Linked DNA regions of Mus musculus: region 2 is linked to region 1. The links are chromatin contacts, called in public HiChIP or PLAC-seq maps. All regions are on one chromosome and are shown on one strand. Each heading gives the region's core, a stretch centred on a gene start, on an enhancer-like site or on the middle of the called end of the contact. The rest is flanking DNA. Distances are from core to core; before and after follow the strand shown. Region 1 has its middle 7.1 kb from the start of Gm39606. Region 2 overlaps Aftph (aftiphilin).

What was found. HiChIP or PLAC-seq counts read pairs in DNA pulled down with a chosen protein or histone mark.
Region 2: a contact with region 1 is called in an H3K4me3 HiChIP or PLAC-seq map of bone marrow-derived macrophages, with 3 times the contacts expected there. The contact joins two enhancer-like sites. A contact is called at or near these places in 1 of 15 datasets of contacts at CTCF or cohesin (the NIH/3T3 cell line), 2 of 484 Hi-C or Micro-C datasets (bone marrow-derived macrophages and embryonic stem cells), 22 of 115 datasets of contacts at active chromatin or transcription factors (bone marrow-derived macrophages, craniofacial prominence, effector CD8 T cells and 14 more) and 3 of 9 other capture datasets (adipose tissue, embryonic stem cells and liver).

The regions. Positions count from the first base shown.
Region 1 is chr11:20,443,760-20,448,284 of GRCm38.p6, forward strand. It overlaps the pseudogene Gm12034. Among named protein-coding and RNA genes, the nearest start is that of Gm39606, 7.1 kb to the right of the region's middle. Within about 2 kb of position 2,337, at least 35 of the 459 cell types and tissues checked have an H3K27ac peak or open chromatin away from gene starts, as enhancers often do. A contact at or near this core is called in bone marrow-derived macrophages, where this site is marked.
Region 2 is chr11:20,710,024-20,714,371 of GRCm38.p6, forward strand. It overlaps Aftph (aftiphilin), which reads right to left. Exons shown (of 10, transcript NM_001290545.1): 3 at 2,141-2,292. Among named protein-coding and RNA genes, the nearest start is that of Gm46272, 28 kb to the right of the region's middle. Within about 2 kb of position 2,353, at least 21 of the 459 cell types and tissues checked have an H3K27ac peak or open chromatin away from gene starts, as enhancers often do. A contact at or near this core is called in bone marrow-derived macrophages, where this site is marked.

The DNA of each region.
Region 1 (4,525 bases), core at 1,087-3,586:
TGATGAGAGGGAAGCCTGTGAGCTCTGAAGTTTAGGGTAGGGGAGAGGTGAGAAGAGCTAGGATGCCAGCACGGACTGTGATGTGTGTAACAGGTACTGGAGATACTGAGGGAGCCTGGAGGCCATGCTTTTTTGTTGCTAACAGACACCACAGGTAGTCACGGTCCTTTCTGCCAGTGATAAGGGAAATGGCTCAGTTTGGTTCCATAGAAGGGCACCAGTTCCCGAGGAATGCTACCTTTTGTCTAACTGCCAGAACAATGTGGGGAAGCGGAGTTTCCTTTGGACCTGACAGTTTGTAGTTTCTTAAAAACACGGATTGAAAGGGGAAGCTAATGCTTTTGCTTAGAGTTCAGGTCTAAGTTGTGCCTGAAAGTGACAGGTGAAAGGAGACACTGGAAGAACATCTGTAGGGAAGTCATGCTTTGAGGGTTACCATGGAAACCATAGGTCTTAGCTGGGTTTGCTTGTAAGGTAGGGGCGATTCCTTCTAGTAAGCTTTGTAGGAAAGCCCCCAGGCTAGTGCCTGGGATTCGCTTTGCCTCTGAACTTCCCTTCCCATTTCAACAGTGAGATTGGTTTAAGGATATTCTTGTTTGGAGTTTCTAGGACTCCGTTTATGGGCCACTTGTTTTCTGTTGAGCCCATGTAAACCAGCAGACTTACTCTGAGGAATTCTGAGATATTGTATCCTTCAAATAACCAATGTCCAGGGTTCTCTGTCTGTCAGAGCCCACTAGCAGGGTTCTCGCTATGGAGCCCACTAGCAGGAAGTAGGATTGTGGCGGGACCCCACTCAAGAGGCACCGCATAAGGTATACTCTGCTCTCCATTTCACTCAGCGGAGATCACCAAAGAGCCCCAAACATAAATGTTTACCATGACCCTTTCCAGGGACACCTTACTTTCACGGAAGCACATTGTTACACATTCGATTTTCTTAGTAGCCCTGGTTGCTAACCACTCAGTGTGTTTAACTTGTTAATTTGTAAATTAAACTTTGTCCTGAGGATATATGCATAAAGAAAAGAACACAGCTTATATAATTGGGAATTGTAAGTGTTCTTGCTCAGTTCGAAGGGCACCCTGAAACACAGAAGTCCAGGAACCACCCCGCTCTGAGGGGAGGCCTCCTCAGCAGAGGCCTCGCAGTCCGGGGAGGGTATCCCCAGCTGAGCTGAGGAGCCCGGAGTCAGGAGCCTCAGCCCCGCTCCACCTCTTCAGTTCCTCCCATCTTTGTTGCTTCTTGGACTCTTCTGATGAGAGAGTCCCATCAGGCAGCAAATCTCATATTAAAAAAAAAAAAAAAAAAGATTTCTTACAGGGTCCAGGGCATGGAGGGATGAGTCCAGCAGGGAATTGAACAAAGGGCAGGGCTTTCCTAATGGAAGGGCGGGGGGGGGGGGGGGGGGGAGGCACCGTTTTCGCCACAGGATTTCTTAGGGGGCGGGGCTTTTCAGGGCAGAGATTTCCAGATCGAGAACTGGTTGGATTTCAAGTGCTGAGCTTTGGGATTGGTGGGTTTTGTGGAAAGCTCAGGGATCCGCGGTTTTCTTTTGACCCCCTTTTCCCTGTATCAGGCTCATGGGTGGGGATGGGAAGTCCTTCCCGGCCACAGGCCGATTTGGCTGAGGTGCTATCACTGCTAACCTCCTTGGGGAGGCTGCAGAGAAGGTGTTGCCACTGTAGACAGCTCCAGAGGTGGTATTTCACAAAGGCTGTAGGCTGAGGAGATACACTGCTTTGATAGGTGCCACCATTATGACAGATGCTGTCGTTTTGACAGCTGTGGTGGTATCTTATGGTGGCCTCAGGCTGGAGCCGCTGCTTTAACAGCTCTCCTGCTGCTCGGGGGTTACAGGGATCTCAAAATATATCGCTTTCTCTTTCCCCTGTTTTCTCCTCCCCATCTTTCCCTTTCCCTGCTCTGGTGACTGAACCCAGGGCTTTCAGCACACTAGGCAAACCCTCTGTCTCACTGTCACATGCCCTAGTCAAAGGCAAGACTCCTAACCCAGCTAAAGGGCAGGTTCAGAGCCAGGAACGATCGGTAATTAACTACGAAGAGATAAATATGCAGAAAAATATTATCATTCACCCTCACCTAGAAGAGGCCATCGGGCTGGGTGCGATCAACATCCAGCTACTTGAGGGGAAAAAGACTAGGGGCATGTGACAGTGAGACAGAGGATTTGCCTAGTGTGCTGAAAGCCCTGGACTTTCACCAGCGCGGGGAAAGAGGGAAAGATGGGGAGGAGAAAACAGGGGAAAGAGAGAGCGATATATTTTGAGATCCCATGTATGGGGGCTACCTGCCACCAGGGGGCAGATGAGGGCTGGTCCTGGAGATCGGCCACTGGAAGAGGGAGAGGAGATGTCTGTACCTCCTCTCCCCTCAGTGTGTGCTGGAAGATAGCAGTTACAGGCATCTCTTACCTCGTGTGCAGGCCTGCCCTGTCAAGAACTTCAAAACCAGAGGTCCTCAGAGGGCAGGCGCTGTGGTCTGGACGCTGGCTTTTCCAGCTGTGGAAGCTAGCTCATTCTCACAGGTGAGTGAGTTCCTCGCCAGTAGAGATCAGAGGAAATGAGACAACGTTGCTCAGGAACCCTTTATACCAGTGTTCTCAGCCTTCCTAAGACTGTGGCCCTTTCCGCGTTCGCACCAAGACCGTGAAGAAGGCTGCCCGGATCATCATCGAGAAGTACTACACGCGTCTGGGTAATGACTTCCACACCAACAAGCGCGTGTGCGAGGAGATCGCCATTATCCCCAGCAAGAAGCTTCGGAACGAGATAGCCGGATACGTCACGCATCTGATGAAGCGGATTCAGAGAGGTCCTGTGAGAGGCATCTCTATTAAGTTGCAGGAAGGAGAGAGAGAGAGGAGAGATAATTACGTTCCTGAGGTCTCAGCCCTAGATCAGGAGATCATTGAGGTGGATCCCGACACCAAGGAGATGCTGAAGCTTCTGGACTTTGGCAGTCTCTCTAACCTTCAGGTCACTCAGCCTACAGTTGGCATGAATTTCAAAACACGTGGAGCTGTTTAATCTGTTATGCCATATTTTCAATAAACCTGAAAACAAGAAAAAAAAAAAGACTGTGGCCCTTTAATACAGTTCCTCACGTTGTGGTGACCCCAACCATAAAATTGTTTTTATTGCTACTTCATAACTGTAATTTTTCTACTGTTATGAATCATAATGTAAATATCTGTGTCTTAGGCAGTTCCTATGAAAGTTTGACCCCCAGGGGGTCACGACCCATGGTTAAGAACCACTATCTTATACTCAAACATCACCCAGAAGAACCTCCAAGAGGATTTTTCTGTCTATGTGGGTTGTACCTCTGAACATTTACCAATTTAGGAGTGAAAACTAAGAATCTAGAAGATGGTTACTTCTTATAATAATAAAACCACTACACGTGGGTTTATTTAGAAAAATATAGTTTGTGAAACAAAAAAAAATGTTAAGTATGGTACTATTTTACATTTCTGCCATTTATTTGTTTGTTTGTTTGTTTTTACTGTTTAGCTCAATGAAAGACAGATGGAGTCTCCTGTTTGCTTCTGCATTTGTGTCTGCTGTAATATCGACTGCATTTCCCAAAGCACTTAGCTTTCTTCCCATAAGGGGAACACAAGAGTGGAGAGAGTAAGTGCATCTTTTTATGAAATAGTTTTGACCTCACACACCTTTGCCCCTTTTTCTATTAAGTGGATTGTAAAGGGCACCCAGTATTATTTCTGGATAAGAACTGAAATGCTGTTTTATATGGGAAAGGGGTACAATTAGTGGAGACTTAGGACCAAGGGCTGAGAGCCAGCCTGCCCTGAAGTTTAACCACCATGAGAAATGTAGCCTACATAGCCGGGGTGCTAGATAGCAGGGTAGGGAGTAGACTCGGGGGTGCAGGTCAAGGACGGGTCCTTGTACACTGTGAGTGCGGGAATACTTTCAGAGTCTTGAGCAGCAGCTGCTGCACATGAGGAGAATAAGTCCTTTGGGCAAGTTTTGTTTGTATGTATGATCCAGCTAATTTGCTGTGTTCATTTTAGTTTGTCACTCTAAACCAAACACCATGAAGGAGAAAGCATTTATTTTGGCTCACAGTTTCAGAGGGTTCAGTCCATAGTCCTTGGCTTTGCTGATTCTAGCTTGTCATAAGACAGAACATCATGGTGACAGGAGGAGGAAGAGGAAAACACAGTTGGGGAAGGAGAAGAACAGAAGAGACCCTGAACCAGAGTAAGCCAACAGAAAGAATGCAATCTTCCTGTGACATCTTCTTCTACTGAGGCCCCACCTCCTAAAATTTCTATCACTTCACACGACAGCACCACCAACTAAAAACCACGCATTCAACGCATGAGCCTATAGGGAGTGTTTCAGGTGCAGTTCATAGTGGAACCCACTTGGGTTCTCATCAATCAAAAGTATTCTGAAATAGTGTCCCCCACCCGTCATCTCCCCATCCCAAGGTCCACTCAGTCTCTCTGTGCTGAACACACAGGTCAGCATT
Region 2 (4,348 bases), core at 1,103-3,602, 270 kb after region 1:
ATGTACCACATATGCGCCCCAAACCTTCAAAGGTTAGAAGAGGGTATAAGATGCCCTGAACCTGGTCAGCTGTGAGCTAGTGTTTTGGTTCTGGGAACTGAACTTAGGCCCTTTGCAAGAGCAGTAGGTGCTCTTAACTGTTGAGCTGTCTCTCCAGCTTGTTCTTTTTTTTTTTTTTTAATTGTAAAAACAAACAACAAACCCCAACATTTAAGGGCTGGGGCTATAGCTTATTGGCTGAGTTCTGCCTTGCAAATCCCTGGGTTCCATCCCCAGCACTTAGTAACTTGGCATGGTGGTGCAGGTCACGATCCCAGGACTAGGGAGAAGGAGGATCAGAAGTTCAAACTCAGCCTTGGCTACACAGTAAGTTCCATGTTAGCCTGTTATACATGAGACATTATTTCAAAAAATTAACATTTAAAAGAAAAAAATCACTCGGCATCCACCATTTTAATTTACTAGAGTTACTCAATATTTGGGTGTTTATTATTTTTGTGGTGTGAAACAGGTCTCACTATGTAGCTCAGGTGGGCTACAACCTACAGCTCTCAATAAGATATCTTTTACCATTTGGTTAAATATTATTAGGCTGGCAGTGACCATCTTTTAGTATTTTATTGTGTATATGATTGTATGGCATATTATTTCCTTAGGCTAAATCTCTTGGAAAGGAATTTGTACACCTTGTTCCCTCACCCCTCCCCATCCCCTTTTCCTTAGAAATCCCTAGACAAGAAGAAAAAGAACAAAACCCAATCTCAATCTTGAATGGAATCAAGACAAGTGGACACCTGTACAAGAAATGCTGCACCATAAGGAGAAACTAGCAAGTTACATGTGACTTAGTTAATGGAAGAGAGGAGACACTGGAGAAGGAAAGGATACTTCCAGAGGCAAGAATGAGAAATTATAAAAAGACTGGCCAGAAATGGAATGACTTCAAAATCAAATAATTTGCAGGAACCTAGGAAAGGGACAGAGGCCTAGGCGAGACAGCAGTTGTAAAGGCAAAACAATAAAGAAGGGTTTGCTTCTGAGGAACAAGCTACCAGTGGAATGCATGGAAAGACTCACATCTAGGCAGTTCACTGTAAAACTTCAGATCAGTAACAACAGCGTATACATCTGTATTAACAGAACATAGTAAACGCGCCATGTGCCTGGGAAGCCCTGAGGCGACAGTTATAGAGAGGCCTGGGCTGAGCCACTCTGAAACTTCGAGGGTGAGGAGGGATGACAGCCTGCTAAGTAAAATCTCGTCAAGTAAAACTGTGTAAATAGCTCTTAGGGGCAGAGAAAGATGTAGAAAATAAGACAGAGACTACGTGAAGTGCTCGGGAGCAGAAGGGTGTCAGGTTTCAGACTGGTTTAGAGTCTGGAATATCTATATAGACTTTATCAGTTGGGCATCTGAAATGCTCCAAAATTATAAACTTTTTAAATATAATGTCAATGTTCAAAAATGTGTAGATTAAAAAAGTCAACCCCTTCCTTTTTCAGTGGCGGAAATTAAACCTGGGGCCTTGCACAAGCATATCAGCAGGTAATCTACAACTGCTCTACACCTCTACACAGCTCCCACAAGTGTTACATGTCATAGCACTCCAAAGAATGGATTTCCAAATTAGGGATGCTCATCTTGCATAAGGTTTAGGAAGACACTGTATAAAAGAAAACAAGTGTGCATTTAGCATTTATACAGTTAAAAGGAAAATACAAGATTTAAACATTTTATCAGAAGGTGAGATATGTGTATATGGAGCTGGTGAGAAAAGCAGGTCTACACTGTCAGTTAAGCCAAGTGTGTGACACACGTGTAATCTCAGCACTTGGGGGCTCTTGAGTTTGAGTGCAGCCTGGGTTATATAGTCAGATAGTCAGCACAGTCTGAATACACCCCAAATTGTTTATCACACTAGGTAGTGCAGAGGTGACATAACAGGCTGATTCAAATGTTGATTTAAAGACATCAAAAGAAACATCTCAGAAGTAGAGAAACAGCGATTTCCCCCTTAAGTCTTTTTACACGATTAGGTCAATAATTATAGTATTTTAAAACAATGCTGTTCAGATAGCTTTACAAATTATAACAACTAAAACTAACAGTCACAGTTCTCTAAGAACAGTTTCTACTTACCCACGGTCAGCTAAGGCCTCTCTTGTTTTTGCTGGCGAGCTGTGTGTCTCCAGCAAGTGCTTCAGGGAAGAAACCTCCTCTTCCACATCAGGGACAAACACAGACGGAAAACAGGCTTCGAAAATTCTCTCCAACCGGTTGAGTAAAGCTGTCTGAATCAACCCCCAAAAAGTTCACTTTCATTTCTTCAGTTTTAATGATGACTCAGTTTTAATGATCTCACCCCCCCGCCCCCCCCCACCACACAGAAGGAAATCACTACTCAAGTACAGAAAATAGTGTCAACAACTCCACTAATTGATTAAGTAATCATGTTGTTGCTGCAGCAGGTGGCAAGGCCCCACTGGCGCTTTCTATGTCGTGTCTTAGTCTGTCACACAGTTCTACAGAGGAAAAGCCATTACTCTGTCGTCTAGTAAAGACAGTAACTTCCAAGTCTAAAAAATCTTCCAAAAGCCAAACAAACCAATACCCCCCCAAAACAAACAAAAAACCCCCAAAAATAAAAACAGAGCCCAACAATAAAAACCCCAGGCACCATTTATCTTCTCCATTACCCACAGCACAGCGAGCACTGAACGGTGCATGTAGGCTACCATGGCTAATAAGAATTACTTTTCTTGACATAAACCCTTAATTATGAAAGCCTTTTTGAAATTCCACTGCTGCAACAAATGAAGAACACAGTAAGAAAGAGGGTCTCAATTACAAAAAAACCCAAAAAACCAAAAAACCAATTGGGGGACTGAAGTCATTAAGAGCACTTGCTGCTCTTCCAGAGGCCGGGGTTCAGTCCCCACAAGTCCAGCTCTGGGCTTCTTGGGCACCTGTACTGACACGCACACACCTTACATTTTTACATGTATTTATCCCCTGTGTAGTAATGGTGGGTATGCTGTGGTGGGAAGCTGGAGGTGAGAGGCCGACTGTTGGGAGATGGGTCCCAGGAATTAACCTGAGCTCTTCTGGCTTGGCAGCAAGCACTTCTACCCACAAAGCCATCCTGCTGGCCTGAGCATCTCAATTTTTACTAATAAGAAATTCACCAGCTCTTCATCATTTTGACGTTCTATATTATCTTTAATAAATAAATCTCATTTCTCTACTTACCTTGAGGTAAAACCTACATATTTACTAGAGTATTTTTCACCATAAAATAAACAGATGAATTTACTTGGCATTTTGAGTATTTTTTATTATTAATTCAAACTTCTTGGATTTCAAATAATGATTTTTGGGGGGATATCACTGTATTTATTAAATATGTGCAACCTTACTCCCATTGTCCTAATTGTTTTCATATACATGTAAGATATTTTAAAACTGAGTACAATTTATTGTTTAAACATTAAGTAGAAATACAAACTGTTATAAATTAAAGCCTATTGGAAGAATAAATGTACTACTAAAATTGATAACAGAAAAATACCACAATATTTATTCCTCGTAATTGACACAAACAAGCTAACAGTTGATTTCTCCTCTGAAGTAGTCAGTAAGTGAAAGAAGAAACACAAAGGCATAATTTCCATAATCACATTTTCCAAACCCAAATTTCCCTTTTGGAAGCTGCACTAGAGCAAGCCATCATCACATTATAATTAGTCTCAAGGTACTCCTTTGCTATCTCTGCCAAAGTTCTCTGACACCCTCATTATATTCACGGGAGATGAGAAAAAGTCTCACTTTCAATTATGAGCCCTAAAGCAAAGGGTAGGTAGACTTCGGATCCCCAGGCTCTTGAAACTTGAGTGTGTCAAGGGGACCCAGCACTGACTGACTTCAAGGGGAAGGAAGGGACAGCCATGACTTTGAAGGAGATCAGATAACTATCTAATTGGAAACCTGATGAGCACTGCCCTCCTGGGCAAGGAAGGTAAATAAAAACTCACCTAGGACCACATTTTATTTACCTGAAAAGTAAATCTTTACTGTTACCATCTTTATTATCTTCTTAAAGTGAAGGGAGAAAAAACTCAACCTGTTACCAGAAGAAAACAGGAATCCTAAATACAACTGGCTAAGCAGTACTATACATAACACAGGTTTTAGGCATACTAGTGTTACCATGAACAAGTGCTCAAATGACTGCAGTGTATTTGAGAGAAGGAAATTCCATTAGCCTAATTACTTCAGGGTTTTTTTTTTCCCCTTCGAGACAGGGTTTCTCCGTGTAGCTCTGGCTGTCCTGGAACTCACTCTGTAGAC